Linked DNA regions of Dromaius novaehollandiae: region 1 is linked to region 2. The links are chromatin contacts, called in public Hi-C maps. All regions are on one chromosome and are shown on one strand. Each heading gives the region's core, a stretch centred on a gene start, on an enhancer-like site or on the middle of the called end of the contact. The rest is flanking DNA. Distances are from core to core; before and after follow the strand shown. Region 1 has its middle 12 kb from the start of RBBP7. Region 2 overlaps REPS2 (RALBP1 associated Eps domain containing 2).

Evidence for each region. Hi-C and Micro-C count contacts between places; a contact is called where the count stands out from the background.
Region 1: a Hi-C map of brain shows a contact between it and region 2, with 4 times the contacts expected there. The contact joins two enhancer-like sites. A contact is called at or near these places in 3 of 4 Hi-C or Micro-C datasets (brain, liver and ovary).

Annotation. Positions count from the first base shown.
Region 1 is chr1:135,840,070-135,842,769 of bDroNov1.hap1, reverse strand. No RefSeq gene overlaps it. Among named protein-coding and RNA genes, the nearest start is that of RBBP7, 12 kb to the left of the region's middle. Within about 2 kb of position 1,314, at least 1 of the 2 cell types and tissues checked has open chromatin away from gene starts, as enhancers often do.
Region 2 is chr1:135,733,308-135,736,007 of bDroNov1.hap1, reverse strand. REPS2 (RALBP1 associated Eps domain containing 2) reads left to right here. Exons shown (of 17, transcript XM_064499653.1): 14 at 181-245. Among named protein-coding and RNA genes, the nearest start is that of REPS2, 84 kb to the left of the region's middle. Within about 2 kb of position 1,392, at least 2 of the 2 cell types and tissues checked have open chromatin away from gene starts, as enhancers often do.

The DNA.
Region 1 (2,700 bases), core at 65-2,564, 110 kb before region 2:
AGCCCCCCATGAGAACCAGGGCCTGTGATCATGAGGCTACTTCCAGCTGTCTGTAGAAGGCCTCATCTACTTCCTGTTCCTGATCAGATGGCCTGCAGCAAACACCCACAGCAGCGTCACCCATGTTAGTCTGCCCTTTAATCCTTACCCATAGGATCTCCATCTGCTCATCATCCACCCCTAGGCAGAGCTCAATACATTCGAGTTGCTCTCTCACATAAAGGGCAACTCCCCCACCTCACCTTCCTGGCCTGTCCTTCCTAAAAAGCATGTAGCCATCCATGGCAGCATTCCACTCATGCGAGCTATCTTACCGTGTCTCTGTAATTGCAATGAGATCATAGCCTTGCGACTGCACACAGATCTCTCATTCTTCCTGTTTATTCCCCATGCTGTGTACATTTGTGTACAGGTACTTCAGAGAGGTATTTGAGCATGCTGATTTCCCAGGAGGGGGTGCAAGAGGATTCTCCATAGTGTTGTCTTGTAGGTACTTCCTTAGATGCATGCAATTGCTGGAGGTGTCCTCACTTGAGCCCTGTTTTGCTGACTTCATGGTCTCTGTAACTCTCCCCTTCCCCCATCTTTCCTAGTTTAAGCCCTCCTTGTCAGGTTGGCCAGCCTGTTGGCAAAGATGCATGTGCCCCATTTAGTGAGCTGGATCCCATCTCTCCAAATCAGTTGTTGATCTTCAAACAGGGTCCTATGGTCATAGAAATCAAAGCCCTGTTGCTGAAAGATTACTTTATACTGACTGTGAAACTGCACCATAGGCATCATGCAAATCAGTAGCATTAGCACTTCGTTGCTGGTTCAATGCAATAGCTGGAGTGTTGAGTCCACTGAACAGCCAGCAAGTATTGTTATCTCTCTGCCACTTCTTTTTCTTCTGCAGATGAGGAAACTGAGAAAGCAGGTGAAAACTCCATTCATGTGATTTCATTTGCTGGCATGGGAGTAAATTGCGGTATATAGGTAGGACTTCAGTGAGAGACAACTGAGCTAAATATGAGTACAGGGACTCCCAGTATCATGGGATACTGTCAAGGCCTTATTTGACATACATTTAAATATTATCTAAAGGGTCTCCTTAAAGGAAAAAAGTTTTAGCAAAATGATGGCTTTGCCAGAAGGCAGCACAACTGGGTCAAATTAAATAAAGCCTGACTTTTAAAAGCACCTTGAAATTTGAGATGCTGCAGAGAACCTCTTTAAAAGGTGTCTGAGATTGAGCATCAGTTGAGGAAATCCCTAACACAGGGGGCTTTCGAAAAATCTAAGCTTACATATTTGAACTATTTCTCCATACAGCTGGAAATGTAATGTGAGAAGGGCCTAAGTGACTTGGCCAAAATAATTCAGGGAATCAGAACTGCTGAATTCTAATCCTACCTCAAGTTTCTCGCTGCCTGCTCAGAATGCTAGCATTTGGACTTACTATTTTGTGTTTTGCCTTCCTTAATTTCTGCTGTGAAGTGCATTGTGAGGACAGGAGAGCAATGAAAACTGTGAACAGGGCATCTGTACTCTCTTTTTTTATGCAGAATCTGTTTCTTGCTGAGATTTAAGGAGGCAAGTACAGACTACATGGTAACATATTTCTGCATGAGAAGTCTTTTTTGGCTATATCTCACTTTTTAAAAAGTTTGCATGTGAGATTAAGGAAGGTTGTGAATAACCTGGTTTCTTTTTTGGAGCATTGACTGAGATGTAGTTAACTGGATGTCAGGATGGCTTTACTATTAATTATGTGTTACAATTACATCCATACCACAACCAGATCAGAATCAGATCAGAATCTGATTCTGTCAGCACTCTGCAAACACCATAGGAAGAAGTCAGCTGTTGACCTGAAGTTCTGTCTTATTCTTAGATTTATTCTTAAGAGGTCTCTCTTAGAGATCTCTCTATAAACTTATTCTTAGAGGAGAAAACAGTTGGATACAGGAAGATGAGGCTGTCCAAGGAGACAGTTATTGGTGAGCAAAATAAGTAGTTTTCACCATGGTTGCAACTTCCCTGATAGCATAAATTATATATAAGGAACAAATTTGAAAGAGAGACAAAGTATCTTTGTGAATGCTTATGGGGGATCTCTTCACAGGCAAAACAAGCAAGTAGGAGGAAAAAAAAAGGTAGATGACTTTGCAGATAACTTTTATTTGTTATTTAGGTGACCTCACAAAAAGTTGCTTTAGTATCCTGGTATTAGTCTTCTAGGCTTAAAATTTACATTTTAGTTTGGATCAGGAGTGTACTTTCCAGCAAACCTTCTGATTGTCCCCACTTCCCGCACTTTGGTTTACAGCGCAGGGTGGTCTCAGAGCACATGAACTGGATTCCTTTTGGATGAAACTAAATTGGAAATATGCTCCAACTGCCAATGATGGTTAGTCATACAGAAGCAGACTAGAGATAGTCTAATGTAAAAAAAAAAAACCAAAAAAACCCCAAATGTTTAGCATGGGGCAAAGCTCAAAATGAATTGCTTTGCTCTAGAGATCCACTCCTTTTCTATGACATTACTTGCTAATGTAGACATATACTATTTTGTTTCTTTTATCTGTTTTTTTGAAAGAAGGACAGCTTTTTGATAGAGTTTCAAGTGCTCTTTACTTTTATTTCTTAAGTACGTTGATATCCTATCATCTGTAATGCCTCAGCGGCATTTGCTCAGGTATCATCGTATGCTTTGCTTAG
Region 2 (2,700 bases), core at 143-2,642:
GGAGGAAGCTATTTCAGAAAGGGTTTGCTCATTATCAAGTTTCGTTTCTTTTTAAAATGTTGAATACTGTCTCTTCATTAGGAATTGTCAGGGAAATTGCTTCTGGTTATATTTGTGAGTGAGTGAAAGTGGGTTGGTTTATTTATTTATTTTTTTAATTTATTTTCTCTCACTGTTTAGCTGCGAGGTCTGGCTGGCTGCCACCACCACCACCTGCATTGCCCCCTCGACCTTCTGTAACTCAGGTATGAACAAAGTTTTAGCACTTTTTTGTGTATTACTCCATATTTGTATTACTATTGTGGTGGTTAAAACAAGTTAGCTTGGACATCTTAGCTGTTCTCATTTCCAAGTTAATGCACGTGTGCAGTTTGCTCGGCAGGTCCATACATGTCCCTTTCCATTGGTCTAGTCAGTGTGTTGCAATGTCAAATTACCGACTAATTAAATCTCTTTGTAGTGAAGCCGACATGCACCCACTAGACAAAATAATAAATTAAAGGCCACTAAGGCTAGTCTGATAATAGTTTGATGCCTGGAAGGCATGGGCTTGATACCAGCTTTTGGTTTCTCAAGCTTCAAATGTTCAGAGGGCGTCTATTAAGGGAGCCACAGCATGTAAGAGTTTATTTCACCCATGGGTGTGAAAAGTCACACTGAAAGGAAGTGAATTCATGTCAGTTGTGTTATTAAGTTTCAAGCCATTGGTGGCACGCTTTTTTTGTTGTTTAGACCATTGCACTGCCATAGCACAATGCAAATAAACATAATTTTGAATATCTGTATGCAGATACTTCTTTGTATTTTAGGAAATGATGGAGGATCAATGTCTTGTACTTTTGATGCTGTTGGCTCTGTTAAGTGTTAGGCAGCAGTACACTGTATATATTATTCCCTTAGGGTGAGATGTAAATGGAGGACAAGTCCACAGGGAAGCTAACAGCCCATTATACACAAAAACTTGGTGAGGCACCTTTATTGGGCCAGAAGCAGTCATCACTTGAGTTTTGGATCTACTCTAAGAGTCTAATGTTAACCTCTCTTGTTGCCCATTGCTTATGACAGAATTATTAAAAGGCTTGTGGCCACCCACAGCTGCACAAAAAAAATCTAATTGTTCTCTTTTTACCCCCAACGCTCCTTATCTGTGTCTGAGTGTAGCTAGCTTTTTGCCTTGAGGACTGTAGAGCATTCTGGTTTGAAAGTGTGTGCTTCACTTGAGTCAGGATGGCATTCGCTTTGCTACTTAGTGCACCCATCCAGTTTTTGCTTTGTCTAATGTTCTCGGAAGAGCAGTGTTTCCCTGTGGCCTTCCTCTGATCCCGCGCCGCTGCTTCCTGCCTCCTATCCGTTCTGCCTGCCAGCAGCTACCGACAAAACCTGCACCAGCCCTTCTGCCTCTGCTGTAATTTATACCAGCTGTCACAGCCACTCTGTCTCCATGTTTTGCAAGCCCTGTTACTGCCTTCTAGAGAAACAATAAATATGGCAAATCCCCATTCTTAGGGATAAGAACGTTGTTTTCAAGCAAGATTTTGCTAATTGTTCTTGTTTGCTAATTGTTCATTTCTTCACCAGGGTAGTGAGGAGAGCTTTTAATTTATATGTTCATGTCCAGCAGCTTCCTTACCACATAAATACGGAACCAACTGCTTATCCTACACTGCGCCACATAGAGTACAGGACCTTTTTAAAATTATAAACACAAGATCCTTGTGTGAAATTCCTGATACACTCCCCTCCAATATAAAAGTGTGTTTTCTGAAAAGAGGAATGACTTCTGTGTCTAGTCAGTATTGAATATGTAGCTGATAGTTTGCTTTCATGTATTGCTTATATTTACTCAATTTAATTCTGATGATTTTTAAAGTTATTTAATCAAATATCTCTCAAAATATTGTTGTCCTGACTTCTAACAAAAATGTGTATCAAAACGTTTCTTGAAGCCATTTAAACTTCACCTTTGTCACATTCTGTTTGTTTTGTCTTCAAATGTGTCTTTCTGTGATAAAGGTAATCAGCAATAGGGGTGTGTGTGTGATGGGGCCATAATTCAGCTTAGCTGACTTTATGAATGGCATGTAAGGAGTAGTAAGCATATGGATTACATTAGTCCAATGGGGCCCTTGATTTAAAGAGCATGAAGAAATTGGAGAGAGGGATCTGCTTTTAAAACAGAGACAGGATCAAGAACTGAAGAAAAGCCATGATGCTGAAATGACATATTCAGCTTTTTCCTGTTTCAGGATTTACCAAGCTCTTCTTAAATTTCTGTTTTAACTTCTTTTCAACAACGTTATTGAAAATCTCTTTTATTACCTTAACATTTTACTGTATGTCTGCAGTTAAGTACTGTGAATGATAAATATAGCCTGGAAATGAAGTGATCCCCACATATTTCAGGTGACTGTGCACCATGTAAGTATGCTTGCGGTGTGATTATTTTGGCTCTGCTTTGAAAATCAGTTGATGGAGGGGGAAAGGGAAATCATTTCTTCTGAAGACTACAGTTTTTTGTGGATGGCTGAGAACCAGCTTGGACCGGTGGGCTCTTTAGTGTGAGATTAAAGAGCTCATTGGATGTAAAGACCAAAGTGCATAGAGGTACCAAGGGATAGGTATTACATTTCAATAAAGCAGAAGTCCTTCTGTGAGCTTAATCATAAGGAAGATAGAAATGGCTTCTTTACTTTAGTCCTT